Linked DNA regions of Zea mays: regions 2 and 3 are each linked to region 1. The links are chromatin contacts, called in public Hi-C maps. All regions are on one chromosome and are shown on one strand. Each heading gives the region's core, a stretch centred on a gene start, on an enhancer-like site or on the middle of the called end of the contact. The rest is flanking DNA. Distances are from core to core; before and after follow the strand shown.

Evidence for each region. Hi-C and Micro-C count contacts between places; a contact is called where the count stands out from the background.
Region 2: a contact with region 1 is called in a Hi-C map of leaf, with 7 times the contacts expected there. The contact joins the promoter of LOC100277418 here to the promoter of LOC103643781 in region 1. A contact is called at or near these places in 5 of 25 Hi-C or Micro-C datasets (ear, endosperm, leaf and 1 more).
Region 3: a Hi-C map of leaf shows a contact between it and region 1, with 2.5 times the contacts expected there. The contact joins the enhancer-like site here to the promoter of LOC103643781 in region 1. A contact is called at or near these places in 6 of 25 Hi-C or Micro-C datasets (bundle sheath, ear, leaf and 2 more).

What each region holds. Positions count from the first base shown.
Region 1 is chr1:265,322,064-265,326,324 of Zm-B73-REFERENCE-NAM-5.0, forward strand. LOC103643781 (Putative auxin-induced protein family) reads right to left here and starts at 1,498. Exons shown (of 1, transcript XM_008666942.4): 1 at 614-1,498. The coding sequence starts at 1,174. The coding sequence ends at 863.
Region 2 is chr1:265,178,888-265,182,935 of Zm-B73-REFERENCE-NAM-5.0, forward strand. It overlaps LOC100277418, which reads left to right and starts at 1,255. Exons shown (of 2, transcript NM_001165631.1): 1 at 1,255-1,573; 2 at 2,174-2,940. The coding sequence starts at 1,433. The coding sequence ends at 2,716.
Region 3 is chr1:265,126,797-265,131,180 of Zm-B73-REFERENCE-NAM-5.0, forward strand. No RefSeq gene overlaps it. Among protein-coding and RNA genes, the nearest start is that of LOC542416, 49 kb to the left of the region's middle. Within about 2 kb of position 1,320, at least 18 of the 20 cell types and tissues checked have an H3K27ac peak or open chromatin away from gene starts, as enhancers often do. A contact at or near this core is called in bundle sheath, ear, leaf and 2 more, where this site is marked.

The DNA of each region.
Region 1 (4,261 bases), core at 248-2,747:
ACCCAAGCCCCGAGAACATCAAAAAGATTCGGAACATGATGACCTACACCGCAGTATGTACGGGAGCCGAGACAGTCCCTGAGGCAAGTCAAGAAAGGACCGAGTCAGAACCACCCAGTAGGAGTGAACAGAAGACAGACGAAGTCATGTGAACAAGGACGGATGAAGTCATGGGAACAGAATCAACAAATCAGGACTCTCGTTTGAACTGGTTTATGGCATGTTTGGTTCCCTGTCTAACTTGTCATATTTTGGCTAACTTTTCTGTCTAAGATTAATTCTTCAATTTAAAGGACTAACCTTAGTCAAAGTGTGTCGTAGTTTGCGACGAACCAAACAAACCCTTAATCTCGAACGGTCCAGACTAACAAGCCGGACTATTCGAAGGCCTAACCGTCCGACTTAAATTTAGTGTTCTAACACATATTGTGGTGGACTGTCGATCTCTATTGTTGCCACAATGACGACATGTTCAAGTCGATCCTTCCCTTCTGTGTCAATACGACAAGAAACTGTCCAAGTCAGCATGGGAATGATCATTCCTGATTATTTATGATACAAGATTTGTTTTCTTGGAGTAACTGCGTACTATTTTGTTGTGGACTAATGGAGCTGATAAAAAACAGTAGACACTATAATAATATATGCAGGCCCTGAGATTGACTTGTGGTGTCATGTTGCGTTGCGTCTACAGTTATAAAATTGAATGGATCAAATGAATCAATATATTCAAGAACAAACTAATCATCTAGGATTATAAGTGTACAAGGCTACAAGCCTACAAGTTAGCTTGGTCGCCGGCTCGCGGCACGGGAGCTGTTTTTCTCCTCAGTGCTCGGGTAGCTGCCAACTGTGGCTGTGTTCACGCGACGCTGATCCCGCATCTGTGCATAGCGCCGTCGAGGACCTGGCGGAAGTGGCCGGCGTCGCAGGGCACCCGAAGCACGCCCGGCTGGCCGTACCCGTACCGCTGCGCCGCCATGTCCAGCAGCTCCGCGACGCAAGGGTCGCTGAGAAGCGTCACCGGCACCAGCACCCGCTCGCCGTGGCCGCCGTCCCCGTCAGCGACCAGCATCGGGACGTGCCCTCTCGGGACCTTCTCCTCCTCCTCGTAGGCGCCGGCCCCGCGCGCGGGTGACCCGCTGCCGCCAGTCTTCCTCTTCGTCCAAGCCATGGCCAGATGCTGCAGTGCGTTTGTTTGCCCGACCCCGACGAGTAAGAGAGAGAGAGATGATGATGATGATGATTGCCTTCGATTGGATCGCGTCTTCTTCTTAGGCTTGGTGGTCAGCTGCGGAAAAACGAGCGAGAGCTGGGTGGATTTATAGGGTTGGATGCAAGAGCTCTGGATATACTAGTAGTTTGAGCAACTGGGACGAGCGCGGCTTCGCGGCGGGCGGGAGTTTATGGCAGTTGCAGAATCTTTTGACCGAGCTTTGGGTCCTTTGATCCGCCCTCTCTCTCTCTCCTGTGCCTGCCGGTCCAAAGATGTTGACCTGGACAGACACAAATCATGGAGTGTAATTCCCCAATTCCGAAAGGAAATCGTGGATTAGCTAGGTTCGCCGTGTCGTTGAACAGGGATTTGAGCCAATACACGATGCGCTTTCAGTCAACAGTGATGTCTAGCTAGACCGGAGAGAGGACTATACATGTACAGAAAGGCGCCCAAACACTTTTTTTTTTGCCGATCGAGCTCGATTCGGTCCTCTTTTATACGGGCTCAGGGCGGACTGACACAGATAAGCGAGTCGGACACAGACAGCAAACTAAATCCGGCACGACATGTTTACCTCTAATCTCACCAAACCCGTTTTTTTTACACTAAACCGTACTTATCGATCCACTTAACCCTAAACCGTACTTATCGATCCACTTAACCCGTTTTCGGTCTACCTTTTCCGTGCTTACCGGGCCAGACCGGGCCGGCCGTTTAGGCCCACATCAGACCAGGCTCGAACAGGGAAACGAACCCACGGGCTTGAAAGTCCCGGCCCGGTTTTCTAATTGAGCCTGGCAAGCCGAGCTTAACCGGGTCCGGGGCGGGCAGAGGGGGGTGGCCCTGTCCATCTCTAGAGCTCTAGAGAGGACGACTTCTGCTCTCATGTTGTAGTGTATGGTGCTAGCGTTACAAGATTCAGGAGTGATGCGAGGGAAGGACTCGTCGCCAACTCATTAGAATATTGAGGTCTCGGTTGTGCCAATGCTACGTGGATTTAAGTGTATTTGAATGAATTAGGTTAGATTTTGACTTGCTATGTTCAGTACCACTTAATCTACATGGATTAACGGTGAAACGAATAAGCCCGGAAAGGGAAGATGTGAGGGTCCTTTGTGTTGGTTTACCTAAATTGTCTGTTATTTTTGATTAGTTCTGTTTGAGTAAACTAATCTCCGAGATCTATCGGAGATATCATCTATATCTCCACTGTAAGAATCATAGGTAGACTTTTACCGCATGATTGATTCACTGTTGCGAATGTGCAACTGCATCCATGGAGTTTTGAAGCACAATTTGTTTGATGGTCGAATAAGCAGATACTGATGCTTGGCATGTAAAAAGGATCGGTGAGCCAGGCTCCACAGAGATGCAGTTGTATGCAGGCTGCGCTTATGCAGGCACACACAATCCGAGATAATTTTTAGTTTATTTTTCTATTATATATTTTAATAAAAATTTAATCACCAGGCCTATTTTATATTTATGTTTCTAAGATTTTTTTTAACAAAACTAGATCACTCATGCTAGCTATATCGTATTTAAAGATTTATATATATGTCCTTCTCTAATACAGTCTCGGTGCAAGCAACCAAACAAAGTCTGTCGCTACTCTACACGGATATATAGCAACCAAACGTATAGTACTATGGATACGATTATACTTAAGAACTTGTTCCAATATAAATATTTGGTGGATACAAAGAAAAATTTAATATGCGTTTGTAATTTTCATAAATGTTTGGCATAGTTTAAAAATGGTATCCGGTAATTCGGTATTCCCAATTTGATATGAGGAAAAAAAATTATCAGTAATTCGACATTCGAAATAAGATGAGAGTATATAACGAAAGCAAGTGTTAATTTTCTTTTATGTTTTGTTCATTGTGTTATGTAGTTTGTTGACCAGATCGTAGTCTTTGTCCTTAGGCCGGGGGTGCTAGCCGTCAAGGCATGATCCATGTAGCATTGGGTTTGTAGTGTTTAGTAACAGTATGTTTTTTTTTTTGAAACCCATCAGGGCATGTTCGGTTACAGCAATCCAGAGGGGGATTGGAGGAGATTAAATCCCCTCCTAGTAAAAAATGACTAGGCAGGGATTTAAACCTATTTATTCCCCCTCTGGATTGGTGTAACCGAACAAGCCCTCAGTGTCAAGTGACACCGCCGGTGCTAAGCTGTAGCTCAGCCCAGGCTTAGATCTGAATGTACTGGACCTAGGAACTAGGATTGACCTAGGATTCGTTATTACTCTTCTCTCTAATCACTAACCTTTGACAGGATCGATCGCTAGGAATTTGGTTAAACCGGTTGCGAACGTACAAAATGAGTTTGGTAATTATGATCCGGACACTTTGAAAACGGTGTTTCTGACACACTACAACGGTGTCTAATCTTCGTGAGGAAAGATGACGAAGGAAATAAAGCAGATAGTACATGATTTCTCGCGTCGACAATAACGCGCAGCAATGTTCGATTTATCGGGCTTCTTGTATAACGCAGGAGTGTCACACTCTAATCTCTAACAGACTAACACTAACGAATTAAGTAGAAATGGCGAAAGAAGAGCGAGAAGGTACGAAGAGTGACCGGAAGAAAGTAGAAACCCAGTCACCGCTAAAATCCCTGCGTCGGCTACAGGTACAGGTTGGTCCCTCCCTATCATATGCATCCTGACCTTGGCGTGTTGGCCACGTCACAGTCGGCTCGCTCGGACCGTCGACTTTTGGAGGCCTTCGTGCCCGTGCAAACGTCGCTCAAGTCCGCACGCGAAGCGTCGTTGTGCGTGCCTGCCCGTCCGCGGTTTCGCAGCGCCTGCCGCATCTGCCCACGTGGTGTATCAAGCCAAGCGCCTGCGGAAACTTGTTCTGGGCTGCTGAACTAGTTGGGCCGTGGCGAAGAAGATCTAGAGGCGTCGCGGCCCGTCAACGTAGCTCTACGGTCTGGGCTGGCCCCGACGTCCGGGTACCTATTTATTTTTCTTTTGAGTTATACAAATGCATGAATCTGTCAGGACATATAGTTCGGTTTCTTTTTTGTTTA
Region 2 (4,048 bases), core at 5-2,504, 140 kb before region 1:
CTATGTTTTGTCATGAAAACAACAATAAATTGATTTCCTAATTAATCATATATCAAATACATAGAAACTTTGGAAATTCGCAGCTTCCTCATTTTAATTCTAAATTGAACTGTTTCAGTTGTGTTAGTCTCGTATGAATATTTACTACGCAGTAACAACATTGATTATACCATGTTTCATACTTTTATAATTAGATATTTATTTTATTCTATGTTAATTGGGTTAATCTATATCTATTGGATTAATTTATTTAATATATTAATATAGTATTCTAACTTTATGGTTATACGATGTTTGACCATTCGTCTTGCAAATACACACACTCACCTTTTTGTTTAAGCAAAAGCGTATGGTGGTACGTGTCCGATGACTAACGATGTACGAGGGAATTTCTTCCGGTATGTGTGAAACATGCTCTCCAATAATGAGACCATGCAAATCGTGACATATATCGAAGTCTGCATGATACTGATGGTTGCAATATAGTGGTGAAACAGATAGATTATGAATAACAAAATTTATGTATGGCCAGAATCACAAATTGATTATGAAACATTTTCGCATAACGGTATAACACATATTTTATATATAAGTTATCGTAGTATACTGGTATTATATATTTCCGTTGCAACGCACGGGCATTCAGCTAGTAGATCATAAATACAGCTAAGACACAACGTGTATAGAAAGTCGTGAAAAACGGACTCTTCGCGAAGAGTTCACCTATTTTATTTTTTCAATTAGGCCTTAGACTCAAGAAGCTCTATATTAAGTGCAGTTGTAAAACCCTAAGCTACGAGAATTAAGAAAAAGGGAAAAGATTATTCGTCCGGCACCACATTCCTAGTGTGTCAATTGTTTACCGATCCCAATGAAGATCTCGGGGCGTGGGTCCCGCGTGATCCCCACGCAACCCGCAAGTGTGTGTGTGGCGCTGGAGCTGGAGTACGGTACTCAACTACGACGGCTCGGCTCCTCCGGTTCAGCTACGCGTAGTACACGAGAGTACTAGACGGGGGAGGCGCAGAGCAGTGAGTGGCATAGGCTGGTCCATCCCCATCACACACAGCGGGCGCCATCTGCCATCAATGCGGCCTACCCCGCTCGCATTCATTGCACATCTTGTCCTCATGCCTCGCCTTTCCAACACCTTAATTAATGCCGCGCCCATACGTGCCTCCAAACCCCGACCCTTTTTTATCACTCGCTCGCTCCCTCCTCGTCCTCTGCCCTGCTCGCCCACGCACCTCCTCTCTCTCCCCTCCTGCGCTAGCACTACTACTGCTACCAGCGAGTGCACGACACACACATCCTCCTCCCCCCTTCGTCTCTCTCTCCCTCTCTCTCTCTGCCTGCGCGCCTGAGAGCTGCCACCGCCAAGGCGAAACGGCCGTCGCCGCATGCTGCGGCTGAGCTAGAGACGAGAGGCGAGATGGCGGCCGAGGCGCTGGGGTTCATGGCGCGGGGAGCCACCGGCGGGAGGGCGGCGGAGCTCGTCACCAGGGACTTCCTCGGCGGGTGCGCCGCCGCCGAAGACGACGCCAGGGACGCGTCCGCCAGGAATGACGCCGTGGTAAGCACCTCGGCCCCGTGCTGTCTTTGAATTCGCAAAGCCTCTCTGTTCTCTGCTCTCCCCTGCCTCTGCGTGTGATGTGCCTGTGCATGCTCGCCTTCGGATCGGACCCGCTTGCTGATGTTGCTTGATTGAATTGGAAGAGCGCACCTTGACCTTGGTGTTCATAAGTTTTTCGAAGAAGGAAGAACTTTCTTCGCTTTCTCCAACGTGGAAAAGTCTTGGTCCGAGGCCTCCATCCAAGACGACTATTCTGCTATAGCCTATAGTATCCAGTTTGGATTTGCAAGTGGTCAATAGTAATATTAGTCCAAATTCCATTCCCTCGTGATCAGAATTTTATATGAAACATGTTGCTCTACCAGAACCATTAAACATTCCCACTAAACTAAACGCGAAATACTAAAATCTGTACTTGCACATGCATGCTGTCCTTTTTTGTGCTTTATTATCTATAATCACAATCAGTTGTGATTATAGAAGAATTTACTAGCACATCAGTAGCTGCATTAGCTTACGCTTATCTATAATCACAATCAGTTGTACTTGCTCTAGTTGAGAAACGAAGCTAATGTTTTTTTTTTGTGCGCCCACGTGCAGCCCGCGAGGGTGCACCAGCAGAAGCACGCGTGCCCGGCGGCGCCGAGGGACCTGAACCTGTTCCCGGTAGCCGCCACCACGAAGCCCTGCGCCGCGACGGCGGCAGCGGCAGCGGCACCAGCGGTCGCGGGCGGCGCCACGGCTACGTACCACAGCGTGTGCACGATCGAGAAGGTGAAGACGGCCCTGGAGCGGTTCGAGCGCGGCAGGCAGCACCAGTCCCCGCACCCGCACCAGCAGCAGCAGCACAGCGGCGCGGGCGCGTCCCCGTCGTCGTCTTCCGTGACCACGTCCTCCGTGAAGCGCCGCGGCGGCGGCGGCGGCGGCGGCGGCGGCGTGGAGCAGGGCGACGGCTGCGACTCGCCCTCCGGCGGCGGGATGGTGGCCGCGGCGTGCCCCAGGTGCTTCCTGTACGTGCTAATCTCCCGGAGCGACCCGCGGTGCCCGCGCTGCGAGTCCCACGTCCCGGCCCCGCCGGCGCCAGCGCCGGCCGCGAGCAAGAAGCCGCGGATCGACCTCAACGTCGGCTACCTGGGCACATAGCTTGTGGTTTAGGCATATGGGGCGATGGCGTAGCCTCCTAGATGGAGCGGCTGCCGTCTCCTACCGTACCGTACGTGACGCCATAAATTTTGCTTAGGCTCGTGTAATGTGATGACCCACGGACCGAGTCGGGTACGTAGGAGTACGTAGACAGGGGAGGGGGGCGCCGTTTTTTGAACTGAAACAGAAATGCATGCCCTCCCCTGTCAGGAAATTTATGGCCGATCAGACACCGCATACAAGAACATGAATGAATGGTGACACTGCTTTCTGTTCCTGCTCCTGTAGAACCAGACAATCCCGCAGCCACAATTGGTCAAAGCTGCTATACTTGTCGATCTAGCATGTTCGAGCTCCGTGGTGGTGGTGGTGGTGGAGATGTTTGCAAATTGTAAGCTTGGATGTGCCGCCGCCGCCGCCGCCGCCGCCGCCGTCCCATGGGCGCATGGCCTAGTGTCCCTAGTCGCCGTCGGTCGCAGCGGTGCCAAGGCCCAAGCGCTTGGCGTTCGTGTTCTCTCGTCTCCTGCGGCCGGCCGTTTTAATGCCAAGGGCAGGGAGTTGACGTCGCGGGCGCAGAGGCAGGCACGTCGTCGGAGCAGATCACTCCTCCGGCCTTGTGACCGGCGTGAATGCGAGTTTTAATGACGCGATGGCGATGGGTGTCCGTGCCCTTGGTCGCGGAAAGAGAGGCGGGCGAGCCCTGCCGGCTGGCTGCCGTTTTCAGCCGCAGCGGGGGCGTAATTGCGCGCAGCAGGCGCTGGCCGCCGCGCCGCGCCGCGCGTGAACTCTACAAGTCGTCGTGGCATTATTATTATTTATTGGAGTGGAGGTGAGTCAGGCAGGCATTACCGTTTCCGTTTGTTCACGTCCCCCCCTAGTACGTACGGTACCACGAGCATTCCTGCAGATACGATCGGAGCGGGACCGTATCCCCCCGTGCTTGCCATCAATAATGTTGCAGTACGTGTCTGCGCTGCGCCTGCGGCCTTGATTGCGCAATCGTTCGTGCTGTTGGCGTGCCGGATCAGCGCGCCTTATTAAACACGCCGCGCGGCACGGCTGCACCTGCACGGGCGTGTACTTGTACCGGTCTAGTATTTCGTGGACGAGATCTGCGTACGGCGTACCGGGCACACGGGGCGTTTTGAGCGACACGCCCGGCCCAGCTTCTTCGCTGCACGGCGGATTGCTGGTCGACGACAGGTTGGCCCAAACCGAGGACCGTGGCGCCGAACAAAAGGCCGGCCCGCGTGAACGAGCCGCAAAGTGGGCGTAAAGGGCCCAACTCGACTTGGAGTTGGCAACGAATCGGGAAGTTTGGTCCAGCCCAGA
Region 3 (4,384 bases), core at 70-2,569, 200 kb before region 1:
TATGTGTTACTCGCCCGCCCACTATAATTCAACATTTAGCACTAAACAATAATTTTATCACAATCTAATAATTTCACCATTCCAACAACATCAAACAACAATATTAAAACTAAACAACATGTTATGCATGGAAATTGAAAAATGTGAATTTAGGATAGTATAATGAATTTGGATGGCCCACATATCAGATACCCATCGGATAATGTAGAAATAGAGTGTTGCCCTTGCACATACATGTATCTTTGCTATGCGAAATTATATTAATTTGGCCTGATGACCTGCGTGGGCTAACGTACTTACGACGGCAGCTGGTGTACATGTGCCAATTGGTAAGCTGGATGTCGCTTGCCCGTGTGGTCGCATTCGGTCGCTACCTAGCTAGCACTTGTCACGCTTGGCTGACATATTGTTTATCCATCCCTCTCTTTATTTTTTTCATTCGGGCAGCATTTGGAATGCTGTCAGGGAGAGATATGTCGTCGTCAATCGATATACTAGTAGTGATCAAATGGGAGTACCACCTACCAATAATTCTCTTGATACGGTCGAACGTCTCTCTTACCCGTACACCGCACACTTCCTTTTTCCTCAGTTCTTCCGGCCCTGAGAGACGAATCTATTCATTTTAGAGAGTGCATCTACACCCTCTACAAAATACAAAACTAGTCATAACAAATATTTTTATAAATACTATAATTATTTATTTTATACTATATTAAAACATCAGTTTCAACCATCGTCCCGTATCAATTTTTTTTTTCAAAAAAACCTATATTTCTTTAGAATTAACTCGCACCCCTACAATCTTTTCTCTAATACTATAATAGGAGAGTTTATATAAAAAATAAGTTAAAATTATGTATAAGTGAGTGTTTGAATCTTGTTTGTTGGCTCCATATTCACAACCACCGAATCAATAGAAAAAATATATTTTGTGATCTATTAAAACAAAATTTATCCTATATCATATATATATATATATACTGTAGCAATGCACGGCCATATGACTAGTTTTTTTAAAAAATTTGACTAAGTTTATAGAAAATATTAGAAATATTTGTATATATAAATAAATAAATTATAAAAAATAGATTTGGTGATCTATTTGTCTATATAACCATGGACAAATATTCTAATACAAAAAAATGCTTTGTCTAACGAGGGCACCGGTGGATGTGGACCCATACGGATGAAAATCACGGGCCCGTTAGACCCAGAAACAAATGACCTTCCGTGGAGTCTGCTAGACGGCAAAGGGCGCACGCCTTGGGCCAGCCTACTTCCCTTTTTGGACCGCCGGGCCAGTCACCTGCAAAATCTCCATCCAGAATTGATGGTGGGCCTTGAAGATGACGCTGCCGTTGCGGGACGTAATGGACGGTCCCAGAACCAGAGGTGATGGATATGGAAGTAGAAAGAACACAGCGAGGCCCGTTTTCCCGATTAGTTTTGGACACCAGAGACCGAGGAACGGGGCTGTTAACGGCGAATGCAATGCCTCTGTTCATCCATAGCATAGCATATGCATACCCTGTGCAATCGGCAGTCGATCAGACAGAGGCAAGCTGGTCCAGGTTGCCCCGCGCGAGCTGTCTGGACGGCTCACTGAAAGCATGTCGGCCGTAGCGCAGGTCGGGCCGGCCGGGACGTGCACTGCTCGCTCACTGACACTGCCATTCTGGTGGTACGCTGTTTCTCAGGACATCGATCCGACCATTGCTTGATCCGTCCGTCGTGAACTGAAATGGTAAACAGTGCCTGTATCACGGCCGGATGGCGGCATCATCAATGTGCGTGCGCATACTATAGCTAGATGCTAATAAACTTGCAGTTCTCCTAAGTCCTAAGTGTGGTGCATACCATCAGGCCGGCATATGCAGCGCTTCTGTACTTAGTACGCACGTATAGACAGTATACATAGACAAACAGTACTGACCGGCCGGTGTTCCGTAGCATAACCAGTATCATACCGTGCTAGTTACTATCATTCAATCGACTGTGCCTAACCAGTAGTAGCGTAGTACCGATACGGTGGCGCATGGCATGCATATACTATGCACCATGCAGCAGGGGGTCATATTAAGGGCCCCTTTGGCAGGACTCTGGCTTCTCCAAAAACGGCTTTGGTTCTGGCTCACGAGGTGAGGCCACTTCTTTAGATGAGCCAAAGCGATTCTGAAAAATCATTTGGCAAAACGGCTTATAGGTTGTTTTTCAGAAAGACCCTTATATAGTTTACTTTTTATAGACCGATACTGGTCGATCTCTCCTGTACGTGGCTAGGGATTGAGGGCAGGACCAAAAAAATAATTTGGACTGGTGGGAGGGCTATTGTGCAAAAATGACGTGAGCTGAAGCCGGGTGAGCCACTTTTTTGGCTCATGCCCTCTAGTTCATTTTGGAAAAGCACTTCACTGGTGAAGCCATTTGAAAAAGAGGTGTTTGGCAAAACTTTTGCATGAGCCAGAGTTGAAGCGGAAAAATAAGCCCTAATTGATGATTGCGGATTTATTAATAAATTTGCGCCTGTACGAAGCAGACGGCGGCGTATCAACCACAGCAGGTGTTAATTGCTGCACACACAGCACTGTCCTGACGTGAACGTATCGAGCAATGATTCTCGCTGACTAGTCTTTCTCACTCATCTTTCACGCGATCGATCGTAGTATTTAGTACTGATGAATGAATGAATGAATACTGCATCCGAGCTAACTACGGCAGTACACTGTCATCTCATCATCTCAGTCGTCGTTTAATCAGCTCCATCTCTATAGCAAGGTTTTCTTCTCGACGTGCATGGTTCTGAATCCAAACAGCTAGCCACACAACCACCTTTATTTCCAAAAAGAATGGAGCGCACGCACTTTAATTTCCAGCTGTGCATCCGTGAACGCCTCCTCTCTCGCCACAGTTTCGTAAACGTTCGTAGTACGTACGTGTGCATATATGGCTGTCCTGTCATTTTCGAATTCAATTTGTTAGCTGCCCGTGCTACATATAGTCCCCTGTACTCACCCGCAATTAAGCGTCCTTAAAAAGAATTAATGACAAACCAGTTCGCGCAATCATTCCGATTCATGCTTTCAAGACGTGGGACCGCCATTGCTATTCCTACAAAAATTAAGTTGCCGGCCGGGTTACCACATATATGAACCAGTTCCCTTTCCTTGGAACACAGTGATTTGGCATGATTCCTAGCCTCCTAGCCGGATTACTTGTATAATTTATATAAATTTTGATAAGCTAGGACGATTTCTGGATGCATTACCGGACTGGTATTCTTTGCCGAGTGTCTCAAACACTCGGTAAATATTTTATCGGCAAATGGTTCTTTACTTTTCACTCGGCAAATTAAGAATCACAAAAAAAGTAAAAAAACGAAAATATTTTTTAATTAGGGGAACAAACCTCCAACCATCATCATTGCTCTACCCATCGTTCTATCATTTTTTGAACTAAATTCACGTGTTTTGTGACAAGTGGATGATAACTCGCAAATCTCTCTCGCGCGCAACCTCCTCTACCACTACACCAATATATCACTTGTGTTTATATTATGTTTTCCTTCCCTATGTATTATAACAAACCCAGAGTAAATTGATTATTTGAGGCACTAAATGAATTAAAATGAAAAATATTATCAACTATAAAGTTGCAAAACTTTTCAAGATCTACAACTTTCATATTGATAGTTTCTTCATCTGAGGTCGTTTACAAAATTTGAATTCTAAATTTGAAAACTTCTAACATATTTTCTATGACGAGATGATTTGAAATCGGAAAATTGTCAATTATAAAGTTTCATAACATTTCAATACCTACAACTTTTATTTTGTTGTTTTTTTCCATCCGACGTCGTTTGAAAATTTTGAATTTTAAAATTCAAACAAAGTTTTGTATTACAAGATGATTTCAAACCAAAATGTTGTCAACCACAAAGTTTCATAACTTTTTAGGACCTACCATTTTCATTTTGGTGGTTTTTCGTTTAAGATCGTTTTGAAAATCTGAATTTTAATTTTTTTAAATTCAGAAGTAGTTTTCGTTAGCTAGATGACTTTAAATCAAAATGTTGACAGCTACAAAATTATATAACTTCTCAAGAAATGACCAAAATATAAATTGTACATCTTGATGAGCTATATAATTTTGTAGTTGAAAACTTTTTATCTGAATTAATTTACTGCTTCAAACTACGATTTTTAAGTTGTCTTTGTCTAGTGTTAAAAAAACACTCGGTAAAGAAGCTCTTTGCCGAGTGTAAAAAACACTCAGCAAAAAAACTCTTTATCAAGTGTCAAAAATAAAACACTCGGCAAAAAAAAATTTGACGAGTGTTTTTTGTTTAGCACTCGACAAAGAATTTTTTGGCCCGAATGCCGGA